Regions from separate parts of the Anas platyrhynchos genome. Here region 2 is linked to region 1. Evidence: chromatin contacts called from public Hi-C data. All regions are on one chromosome and are shown on one strand. Each heading gives the region's core, a stretch centred on a gene start, on an enhancer-like site or on the middle of the called end of the contact. The rest is flanking DNA. Distances are from core to core; before and after follow the strand shown.

Region 1 (6,519 bases), core at 112-2,611:
CAACATGCATGAGCTACAAAACATGATGTACTCCCCAGGGCTTTACAATGCCATACAACCAGTCCTCAGACTCTGAGAACTCTGAGTCCCTGTCCCTTCTTGTCATTAAATCCCCAGCCTTCAGCTCCATTCTTCACTTTGCTTTTTGCCTTTTCAGGTCCCCTTGTCTCCTCTTCTATTAACCAAACAGCAAAGGAGGCAGATGTGATGGCTGGTGCAGCAAACTGTACTTCTTGTACTGGCTGGTCCAACAGCCAGTACTCGCTGTGCTGGCACTGAAGTTCATCCAGAAAACAGGAGCTGATGATCCACCAAGAATCCCTAAATACAGTGCTTCAAGCAAAGTATTAACCCAAACCCTGTAGAAATACTTCTGATGAGACCTACAAAAAGAAGGTGTGAAAAAATAATCTCCTGGTTCACTTGTGGGAGGGTGAGGATAATATTTCCTTGGAGAAACGGTGTGAGGCTTGCTTCTGATCATGCAAAGCCTCAGCAAACTATCCAGTCTCCCTTGCTCTCATCAGATCCCACTCCCCAAAGCTGCAACATCAGCTAGTCTTCCACCCACCCGCAGCCCTGATGTTCCCTGTAAGCCTCTCCAAGTGCTGGAAGCCTGGCTTTTTGCCTTCTGCACTGTTTGCTTTGTGGCAAACTACCACTGCCTAGGCTGTGATGTTTTCTGAGGGCTGCAAAGACAGCACTTGCAGGCACTCAGCTACAAGCAGTGAAATTCAAGACAGGTCATGGTGGGGAGGGGAAATGGTGAAACTTAGACTTGCCTATAAGCCATGGATGGTTGGTTGAGTGCTGCAAGCAGAAGGAAGCAAAGGGAAACAAGACAGGGGTGTACTGGAACCCTATTGCTTTTTTGTATGTCCTCTACAACACAGTAGAAGTCACCATCTGTTGATTCTACTTCTCACAGTCTCCCTGACCACCTAGGATGCTCAGTTGCCACTCCCCGTGCCAGTGTAGCCACTGCTGACATCCCAGACTTGGATGCCCTGACCAGGGGCAAAGGACTGATCCATTCGCAAAGCAGATTACTTCGTGCAGTGAAGTAATCTTCACCATAGAGAAAAGGCACCATACAGAAAAAACACCATGTCGTTGTGTTTAAAAAAAAAAGAAAAAAAAAGGCTATTTTAATCTCGCACACAATGGGCCAGCATTAGCACTAAATCTTCACTGCTTCACTTTGAAAAGGGAATCTAATTTTTCTAATGCTATTTTGATGCCTGTCTTCCTACAGTGCGATGTGCAACAGCAACCCGGGAACCCTGCACAATCCCTGCTGCTCGATCTAAAACTGCGATAGTAGTAGGTGTTTAGTACCATCCGTGGAGATGAAATGCACAGCTGAGTAGTGAAATAACAGGCTGCAAAACAAAACCTCTGCTGGCAGGTCTCACGAGTACTTGCTGTCAAAAGGCTGAGGAGATTTAGGAAAGCTGGATTACACCCAAGCTCCTGGGTAAGGCTTGATGGTGTCAGATACGGCCTTAGGTTCACTTCTCACAGCTGTAATCCTTCCTGACCCTTTTTTCTCCCGCTTCTTGAAGTTTGGCCCTAACCACTGGTTCTTCATTCCAGTCTGTACTCATTTACTCCATACCCAATTTCTCCCCTTTATCTCCCACTGAAGTTCCGGTGCCCTAACCTCACAAATCATCTTTCTCAGGCAGTTTCAGCCTCTTGCTACTACTGCCCATTTCACCCACCACTCTCAGTCTTACTAGAAGCAAAAATAATAAACAGAACAGACAGTTGTTCTCTCAGTAGTTCATACACTGCTCTATTTGCTCCTGGCCTCATTTTCCCATCTCGGACTCCTCATCTATTTCAGGATCCCTCAGTCTTGATTGTCCTTTGGACCTGTGCTCCTTGCCAGGAACTGTCTCTGCTCTTCACTTCTTTTCTCCACCACACCTTAATCTTCATAAGCTTTCTTTCCAGTCCCACTTTCTTCACCTAAAAATCTTTTTATGGCCCTTTCACCAGCTCTGGTCTCCAGGAACATCCCATTCAGAGCTACTGATCTTTACTGCCACAGCTACCACCTGCACCCCAGAAGCAGCTAGGATACTCCTCTCTATTTCTGCATTTCATTTCTCTCAACCCTTTCTTACGAGATTTGATTCAATTTCTACCTCCACGACAGGGGCACTGACAATACGTTATCACGTTCTGATGCTTGGACACAGCAGGATCCCAAGCAGTTAGGTCTGCCTGCTCAGCACCACAGAATCGCAGAATGGCAGAGGTGGGAAGGGACCTCTCACAGAACAGAAGTAGTTTAGTGGCAGATTTGGCTAGGTTAAGGGTTGGACTTGATGATCTTAGAGGTCTTTTCCAACATAAAGGTTTCTATGATCCTAAATGCTTGCTGATGTTCACAGCCTCAGTTTGTGACCACTGCCTTTTATTCTGTCACTGGGCACCACTGAAAAGAGCCTGACTGCAAGAGCTGGGATTGTTCTGCTTGGAGAAGACAAGGCTTGTGGCAGATCTAATCCGTGAATATAAATACCTGAGGAATGAATGCAATGAAAAGAATTCCGCACAGTAAGTATTAGGACAATTTTAGCTTCATAAATGTTAATAAATTAAAAATAACTTTGGTCATTTGCATTTCAGTGAATGAAAGTTAAGTGAGTTTTCATTACTGCTGGAAATTGAAGAATTGAACTTAGAGAAAGGGGGTATAAACGTATAAAATAGCAACAGATACACTGCTTTTATGGAAAGCTGCAATCACTTACCACTGGCTTGGCTATATTAGAAAGAAGTGCTTCAAGTGCTTTTGTTTCTTCATCCTTTTCTTAAAAAACAAAATCAAAGCAAACAAAGTGCCCATGAATCACTGTTCAGTGACTTTACATTGAAATAGCTCTTCAAATTCAACAATTGCATATAGATTACAGCATGTATAAACCACAACGCCATGCCAGCTTGTATTCAGCTAGGGCAACATAAAACCCAAAACCTCCCAGAGTTGTTGTTCATTTTAAACTAGTCATAAATCTGTTCCGTGATTTAATAGAATACAAAAAGTGTGGTTATCTTCTAGTAATGTGTAATTTTAAACAAACTACTGCTCTGGAGAAGTTAACCTCTTGGCTGAGATATTTCCTATAGATTTCTCTTTGGATGGGGTCACAGCCAAGTTACAAGAGTTTAAAAGACCTTACTGCACATCAGCTGGAGGAAGGACTGACTACTGGTGACACTGGTGGCCTCCATCAATTACAGGGTGGCAAACCTGTGCTTAACCTTCAGTTTTATCTCAGGGAAAGGATTTCATGTGCTCTGCTTCAGCTGAAGGTACGCCCAAATTTTACAGAGTAATTTTACAGAAAATGTTTTTATGTGGTTTCTCTCACAAAATACATGAGTTTGATCATCTCAGTAGTATTAAGTGCACAGGCTACTCAGTTTTGTAGTTGCAGACGGGCATTTTTAATTCACTTAAAAACCTTCCTTAAACTAAAATGTATAAGATAGAAACAACCTCCCCCCAAAAAAAAAAATTAAAAAAAGATTTCTGAGGTAAAATCTATTTATAGTTTTATATTTCTAAGAGTGTCCATGTCATTGAAACTAACTAAAATGTGTTTCTAATTTCTGCTTGTTAGCACAAGTCACAGTACATCATTTTCCAAAATGTACATCAGTACATCATTTCCTAAAATAAAATAATAATTAAAAAAAAAAGGTGGATTTCTCCATTTTTTGTATAAATAGTTATAAAGAACTGCTAACATAATTTTTGCAATGTATGTAAACAGCACATTTTGTCACCTGTGTCTTGGTGAAGTCTGCTTATAGATAAATACCAGATGTCAGAAAGTAAACTGAATGCAAGACAGATGTCAGAGTGGAACTAGTGACATGTATTCATCCAAATTTGGAGCAACAGGTCAACGAATGTTCCCAGTTGCTGAATTCAGGTTGTATTATAAAGGTGTCCCTTGCTACTAAACTTTCATGGGGTTTTCATAGTTTTGTTCTCTTAGAGCCATTGTTCCAACATGAGGAGCAGGCTGCTTGCCTGAACTCCATTCCACGTCTATCACCCAACTTCAAGACTGCCAAAAGATGGTGTGCTACCTACAAAAGTTGTGCTCAGCCAGATACTGGACTTGCATATTTTATATACACACACAATTTTTGTTAACACTTACCTTCTACTTCCGTGTCTGTCTGAGAATTACTTTTTCCTTTACACACAGACTTGCTTTTGGTAGAACCTGTGCTTATGCCAGCTGTGTCCTGTCCTTTTGAAAGTCCATTAGGTTCACTTGTAGGAGAAGGACATTTCTGAGGAGATGATGGAGGACTGTTTAATTTATCCTTCTGAGTTCCATGTCGATCTTTCAACTTTTTTTGTAACCTTTCATATGTTTTACTAGACCTTTCATCTCTAAAGTTGGCTCTTCCATGAGCAGGCAGAGTATCTAAATGAAAGTAAAAAAGAAAAATAAATAAATCACAAAGAACAGAATGTAATTAAAGATCTATTTAAAAATGTCATGTGAGTTAAGTGTGTGCTTCTGTGCAAAACTTCATCTACATTCCTATTATAAAACTGAACCATCCAGAAAGTGAACTTACATACAGTAATTGGACATTAACAACCTGTTAGAGGAAAAAGTGTAATCTTTCCTTCCCACATCCTTTTTCCGCTTACAAAATTATTTTTAAAAGGTTTCTATATTCTTCCCTAAGCTGTGAGGTGCAGAATAAAGTTATCACACTACTTCATTACATAGGAGGATTCTGCTCTGATGCTGAATACAAAAAATAGAGAAGTTTTAAGTTTTTGGAACACTATTACTTTAATGGGATTTCTGCAGAAATCAACAGGAAAAAAAAAACAAACAAACAGACAAACAAAAAACAAAAGCAAAGGGCAACTGAAAGACACTAGAAGACAGGAGATAGTATATGGCAAGGTCTTCTAAGTGCACTAGACCAGTACATGGCAAGCCAAAGCATTGCTGCAGCATCACCGAGGGCCCACCTCTACGTCAGAACATGGTTTTAGAAAAAAAGTCAGTACGAGACTAATGAAAAAAATTAAACTGCAGAGTTCTTCTGTCTAATTAAAACATTTTTATCCATTTCATCTTTATGTTTAAGCACGGTTTAAAGACTCAAGATTTAAACATTTTATACCACATGGCACCAACTCTTTCCTCAGTGTATTCCTACCTGCATACATAAGAAAAACTCCCCCCAAAACACATCTTTCAACACCAACATAGAATTTGACTGGAGTTTGAGAATTTGAAATTGCATCACTCAGTCTGAAGAACAAAAATATTTGTTATTCCTTCTGTGCTAGGAATTTACAGAAAGCAAGATGAAATAAAAACTTCCTTGCAAGAAGGACACAATCAAAAAACTGCAGAGCTTTTCAGTCTCTGACTTTTTAAATCAGTTTAAGTCTGGAAACTTTGACAGATTATTATTAGAAAAGCTGTATTTAAAATTTTGATTTTCACTACTATTAGAAAGTTAGGAGCTTTTGTTAGGGAACTACCACACTGCAAGTACTTTTTTCATTTTTTCCCCTTAAATTCAGATTTCTTGTATGGGAGCTGTAGGGTTCGACTTCTGACAGACACAGCTAAGGTGTGTCCACAATTAAATATGAAACCTGAAGCAAGTATCAAACAAACTAATGTGTTCCTAGTCCTCTACTTCCCTAAACTTAAGAGCATATTAAATATGTACTTAAAATAAAAGAAAATGAAAGAATCCCACATTATCACCCATTGTTTTACTGTTATTATTATTGTTGTTATTAATGTTATTATTAGTCTTGTCGTTTAGCAGATTATCCCTGAACTCATATGTAAAGGGATATAATCTAGCAGCAGAAACCTACGAAAGTCTAAAACTTTATTCCATTAAGAAGTATCCTTTTTACCTTATGCATTTAATTATCATGTTCCAATCTCTTCATTTAGGAAACTAAAAGCAAAAGCCTCCCACTTACTGTCAACTAAGAAATTAATGAGATTATAATAAGTACCCAAAAAGCATCTAATAACATACTATTATCCAAGTAGTGCAAGCAAGAAAAAAGGTATAACTCGATACAGAAATACTAAGAATTCCAGCAAGATCAAGACACTGATATATTTTTTATCTGACCACGTGTACATCATGACTATTTAAGTGCAGTGACTACATGGAGGTCATTTTAGAAGATTTTAGTAGTATCATAGAACACTGAGAATCTACCCATCTACAGTGACATGACAGTGCTCTAGTTTCCCTTCCACGGCTTCTGCCTTCTCTCTGTGAGAACTGCAACCTGGTATTGTTCTCTAAAAGTCTTTTGAGGTCAGCACCTGCTTTAAAGCAGGAGTTTATGTAAAGAAAAGCAGGTCTACCAGAAAAGTAAATATTTATCAAATAACCCCACCCCTGTTAGTACATGCATACACTGTGTCACTAAACAGCATTAAAGGCAGATTGCAATGGTACTTCCAAAGACAGCTTCAA
Region 2 (6,145 bases), core at 1,557-4,056, 130 kb before region 1:
GCCCTCCAAGATCACCTGGTCCAACCATCCCCTGCCACCAGTGTCACCCACCAAACCACGTCCCCAAGCACCACGTCCAGCCTCTCCTTGCACACCCCCCAGGGACGGTGCCTCCCCCACCTCCCTGGGCACCCATCCTGTGGTGGCACAGCCTCCCCGCTCCCAAAGCCACGCACCACAGCCTAGCAGAAGCACATTCACAGGAAATAAGCGGCGAGGCCCATTTCTTTGTTTTTTTTTTAAACTCATCACCCCTCAAACACCAAGCTGCCATGAGGCGGCCCACACGATCCAACACCTTCAGCTCAACCTAAAACCCATCTGCGTCCCCTTAGCTCACGTTTCGTTTTATTTTTTTTTTTTTAATTAATGTTGTCTCTGCAGCTGTACCACCGCAGAAGGCGCCGTGTTTCTCCTCACGGGCCGTGCCCAGGGGCTGTGGGAGCCCGCGTTTGTGGATTTAAGGCTTACTTCTGCCGCCTCGCGCCCGCTGGGGCTGCTCGAGCCTTCCTCCCCTCCTCCTCCTCCTCCTCCTCCTCCTGCGGGGGGCAGCCGAAGGCTGGCACAGGAGCAGACCATAGAATCGTTAGGGCTGGGAGAGCTCACAGCGCTGCTCCGCTGGCACAAACCCCCTCAGAGCCCGAAGCGATGCCGGCGCCTTCCTCTTCCTCCTCCCCCTCCTCATCCTCCTCCTCCTTCCCCTCAGCCGTCCCGTCCCGTCCCGTCCCGCCCGCGCCCGCCAGGGGGCGCCCCCCTCCCGTAATGGCGGAAGGAGAGCGCTGAGGTGACGCCTTCTCGCTACTGCGCGTGCGCGCAGCCGGCCTCGGCCAATGGGGACCGCGCTACAGGAGAGGGCGGAAAGAGGGGGGTAGAGGCGGGAGGTGCGGCCGCCATCTTGGGTGTGGGCGTGGCTTGCCCGGGATGTGCAGGGTGCCTATGGGGGGGCGGGGGGGGGGGTGTTGAGCTTTTACTTCCAGCCCAGATAATAAATTAAGAGATTTGGTTAATGACTGCGTTATTTTACTGCTGGCCCCTGTTGTTTGCCATTGTTGGTTGTTGCTGTTTCCTCATCGATACCGTTTTGATGCAGAGCAACCAAATTCAGAAGCTTGCGTTGCCCTGAATGTATTTGCATTGTGGCAATGCAAGTTTGTTTTTATTTTTACAGAGGCTATAATTATCCATTTCTTTCTTTTTCATTCCATATTTTTTATTTTTTAAGAGCTGTGGTTGTGGTTCTTTTATTTATTTTTGTTGTTTAAGTGCTGAACATGTGCTAGTGAAAGGCCACCACCACTTTTTCTTACCTTTTTTTTTTCTGGTCACCACTTTTAAATTACAGAACTGAACTTATCATGTTCAAATCCCTGTCAAAGTACATCCAGTCCCGTGGATATTATTAAAAGTATTGGGGTAGAGAATAGAAACCTAAGTTGTCTGTGCGGAATGCTCTGTTTATGTGACTTGGCGCTCTAGTTAAGATTCGGGATCCTCCAGAAGATTTTGATGTTCAGCATCTGCTTTGTACTTCTGTAAAACCTCTTAAATGTTTACACAGGCATGCCTGCATCTGTGGCTGTGTTTGAAGTTCCCCGATGAGCCCATGAGTGCTGTGTAGCTCTGCAGAGAGAAATGAGACAACTAACAAAAACATTTTTTGGGAACAGGGTGGCTCAGCATTGCTAGTGTGCTGATGGATCTCCAAATAAAAATAGTTGTAGACATTTTGAAAAGAGAGATTTCTGCCCTGTAATAGTTTGTTCTAAAATTTAGGCTTTAGGCAAGCAAAGGCTTTCCTTGCTCCTGGGGTATACTGCCTTACAAGCTGATGATTGCAGATTAATTTTATTTTACTGAATTATTGATGCACATACATGGCCGAGTGACTACTGAATGTTACGAAACACTTGCGGCATTACGAATTGTATGTGAGGAATACAACAAATGCAGAGAATATGAAGCCAAGCGTCATAGCAGTTGTGTTAATGACAAGTTATTTTAAAAGATGATTTCCTCATAAAGTTTTCCTTCCTTACATAAGTGTCTCCGAAATGGCCTCTAATGTTTGTATACATGTTTTGAAACTGCGGTGAGCATTAATCAGCAAAATGGGGATGGTACAGCAATCTCATAAACAATGAGTGTTATTAAATAATCATATTTGTGCTTGGCTAGCAGGACTATACATGTCTGCTTGCCTGATGTGCTTAGGAAGTTAATGTTTTTTTTATGATGACATAGTTGCCATATGCTTCACAGTCACCAGCAGCAGATAAGCTCAAGGGTTTATTCAGATATCACTCATTGAAATGCAAGTATTAGAAATCTGGGCATAATTTTAGTTGGAAGCAAGTAAAATAACTCAATGGAGTTATAACACAATGCTAAGAAAAGCATTCCCTTTGCTCTGAGCAATCTGCTAGAGGTTATTCCATCTGCCACGATGGGCTCTTTTGCCCAATACCTGTCAGTTATGTGTGAAGATACGATGCTGTTATCGGTGTTACTCCCTATAAAGCGCTAGCAGCACTCAAAAGCTTTTAACTAGCAATTGGGAGTGACAGAATTCAGAAGCACGACTGCATACTTCTCAGACAAATGAGAAATTAGTCACACAATATGCATCTTAGTCGATGCAAAAGGCAATAGAAATATGCCTGGCTTTAAGACTATAAGGAGGCGATTTTGTGAAGTAATCTGAATTCCCTCATTTTCTCTTTCATCTAGGGCTGTAAGTTAATTCTACAACACAGCAGCAAATCCTACTGCTGAGCAGGTAAGCTCAGTTCTTCCCAAACTTTTTAGGTGGCAGAAGCTCACAAGTGATGCTGATCTGACATCCTGGAGACTTGCCCACAGCACTCCTCTAGCAGCAGCATAAGCTTCTGGGGACTCTGCCACCAGCTTTTACAGCCTCCACCTGGACGGACTAACTGCATGTAAAGGTGAGGACAGCCTGTTCCATGTGCTTGGGCGCTTCTTAACGCTTTTGTTAAGATGATAATGAAAGGGTTGACTCCGCAAGTGAATGGTATAATTTGTTGAGCTGCTTAATTTCACTTCTGTGTTACGTAGTTCTTGACATATTTAGGGAAGTAAGATGAGTGATTGCATAGGCAGGCAGACCATAAAGGGCTCCTTTGAATGGGAGGAGATGAAGTTGGCCCAAAATGAACCATTTCTTCCAGTTCTTCAGGGATGGTTTTATGTTTCATAATTCTCATTTACTTTTTTTGGCCTTTTCCATCTGGATTGTCTCTGTTTTCATGATGCTTTTCTTAAAGTATTTTCGTATCAGTTGAGTGTTATTACCTGCTCCTCTGCTACATCCTCCTGTTATCCTTTGTGATTTAACTTGCTCCCTTATAGATAACTATAGATAACCACACCTCATTCTTTCAAAATGTAACTTTAACATAGCATTCTCTTCTACTACATCGATTAGTTTAAATCTGGATTATGTGTGGTCCTTTATTTTTTACCCATCTAATCCATTTTGGCAAAGATAACGAATCACAGAGCAGATCATAATTTTATGCGGATCATTGCTTCTTCACAAAACATGTTCAGTGGAGCATCCTTCAGCTAATCCTAGAAGTCTGGCTGTAACACATCATTATTTATGGAGATGTATACTAATATTCTTTGCAAGTACTTTGCTTACTAATTGGACTTATTGCAGACTGTTTACAGGCACATAGGGCTACGTTTTGTACCTGTTGCTTTTGTAGATACCTTAGGTTTTACATATTATTAGGTTATCTGGATATTAATTTTTCCAACTATTTAACCAAAGAAAAGTCAGAGTAGAGTCTCAGAGAAGCCACCAAGCCTGTAAAATTATTTTGTTCTACCTGTGTTCTAAGGATATTCTCATTCTTGACGATTAAAAGTCAGAAAAACTGTCTATTTGAAAAGTGGAACTTCTCAAATCATAGACTGTTACTGTCCTAAGGGAATCTTAAAACACAGAGACTGGCTATGAAACGGAAAGGAAAAAATTGTGTCACCATTTAAACAATAGCCTTCTTTCATGTGGAGGACCTAGATGTCTGTTAATTACCAACTAGTTTGAGGATTTTGGAGCCTGGCCCAATCTGCTGAAATTCTTAACCATCCACTAGCTGGCATATCCTTCAAGGTCTGCATTTGGACACTGGTAATGTAATGGATTTCATCTTTATGGGCTGTTTATGTAGTAGGAATGTGTTCTTTTTTAGCTATATTTCTGTTTTAGAGTCTCAGTATGAACTGCCAACATTGATTCCAGATAGTTGTGTGAACGCAGTAATAAGGGACTGGTTTAAATATTAGATAATGCCGGATGAAATCAAGCAGCGTGCGTTGCCTTTGCTGTGCCCCCTTACAATTCCTTAATCAAGACGTGAGGTCTAAAACCGTGTTCTCCAATTTTCAGTGACCAGGATGACTGAAGAGCCCTGAGAGCCTGTGGTTATGGTTGTGCTTGAATTGAAAGGGCCTGCAGTCATTGGAAACCAGGCTGTAGATGTACATGAAAGGATTCTAAAATAAGTGGAGGCCCCAAAATCTTTTTATCTTCATTTCTTTATGAGAAGATAACTATATATTTATCTGAAACAAGTTTTCACTGCTATTTTCTAAAGTAAAGCTAGTGGTTGTAAAATATTCTGACCCTACCGATTGCCTTTGTGGGTTTGCATGCAAGTTAAAGTATGTGCACAAAATATTTTCGTTAGGATGTAGCAGACAAAATTTTCTAAGCAATCTTCCAGATATAGTGAATTTGCAGTGTTCACACTATTCAAAGATGTATTAGAGGGTGCACCACAACGTTTGTTTTGCCTTTGCTTTTTTAAAGCAAAGTAAAGAGTAAGTTGTAAGCTGTCTTTGTGATGCCAAGTGATTGATAGGTTAGCTCTGATCCTGGTAACAGCTATGCAAACACACAGTAGTGAGTGCCTGACATAACAAAACTTATCAAAATGAGTCACACAGCAAAAGATAAGTAATTATTGTGCGTAGATGGAATAACCAGTTTCAGATAAAACTGAAATGTGCAAATTTTTAAGTATGCTGCAAGAAATTTGACTGCAACCATAGAAAAAGATGTAAAGACATGTCAAGGTGCAGACTACTATAGAGGTTCAGCATTGGGGCTCTTAAAAAAACATTCTGGACTAAATAGTCCTCAGTCCCAACCTCCTGTGGGAAAACTGATTTAGCTGAAGAAAACCTCTGATTATTGTTTTTCTTTTTCCTGATACAGTTCACTGTGCTGCATCAACAGTTGTTTCGGCCGGATTTTGTACTGGTAGAGGTGTGAGAAGTGGCAGTAAGGTGTGGAGAACAGCAGGAGCAAGCTTGGGAAGCAGTATTGTCCTATTAATATTGTGCTTCTCTGTGGTAAAAAGCATTATGGAGAAGGGTCAGGGAATTCACAGTCCACTGGACACTTAAATTCGGCATTATTAAAAAAAAAAAAAAAATCAGTTCTCACTGTGCCACTCAGTCTTCCCTTATTCATTTGTGTGGCTGATTAGTGAAGCAGGCTCAGGGAACTGGTTGGGGTTTAAAAGAAGTTAAATGCTTGTCTCAGCTACTTTCTATCTGAATAAATTTCCCCTGTTTAATTCACTGTGCGGCCACTTGATGTTTCGGCTTCTGTTAGGGAATTGGGGATGGTCAAGGGGCAAAAATTAGCATCTGGAGATAGACCGATTGCTTTCTGACTTTATTGTTGCTGTCACTTATCCCTGTTTAAAGTGTGCAACTACTTTAGTGTGAGCAGCGTGGTGGTATGTGCAGAACACTTCCTGCATCCAAGTTGCTGTGGTTGGTCTTCATTTCACAGCAGAACTGTCATAATCTTCAAACTCACTGCATTCGAGGTTGTGCCAGGCCCCAAACCCTCCAGTTTATGAACAGCAGAGGTGGGTGAGCTTTTTTTGGGAGTGAAAATGTGTAAGGGCATTCTTTCAGCAGCCCTGGGTAGACAAAGTAAACTGTGGGTCCAAACCTTTACAACCCTTTCGCCTAAGAAACGTCCTTCACATTTCCAGCAGTGTGCCAGCTGGCTGAACTTAAGTAATTGTAATGTATGAATTTGGCACTCCTTTCACAGAAGAGAATAAATATAGAATTTGTTATGAAACAGTACCAAAAC

The links. Hi-C and Micro-C count contacts between places; a contact is called where the count stands out from the background.
Region 2: a Hi-C map of skeletal muscle shows a contact between it and region 1, with 2.2 times the contacts expected there. The contact joins the promoter of CAB39L here to the enhancer-like site in region 1. A contact is called at or near these places in 3 of 8 Hi-C or Micro-C datasets (liver, skeletal muscle and subcutaneous adipose tissue).

What each region holds. Positions count from the first base shown.
Region 1 is chr1:178,464,498-178,471,016 of IASCAAS_PekinDuck_T2T, reverse strand. FNDC3A (fibronectin type III domain containing 3A) reads right to left here. Exons shown (of 26, transcript XM_038173524.2): 6 at 4,188-4,460; 7 at 2,766-2,824. Among named protein-coding and RNA genes, the nearest start is that of MLNR, 41 kb to the left of the region's middle. Within about 2 kb of position 1,361, at least 1 of the 8 cell types and tissues checked has an H3K27ac peak or open chromatin away from gene starts, as enhancers often do.
Region 2 is chr1:178,597,894-178,604,038 of IASCAAS_PekinDuck_T2T, reverse strand. CAB39L (calcium binding protein 39 like) reads left to right here and starts at 2,806. Exons shown (of 10, transcript XM_072032562.1): 1 at 2,806-2,945. SETDB2 (SET domain bifurcated histone lysine methyltransferase 2) reads right to left here and starts at 275. Exons shown (of 23, transcript XM_072033089.1): 1 at 1-275. The coding sequence starts at 249.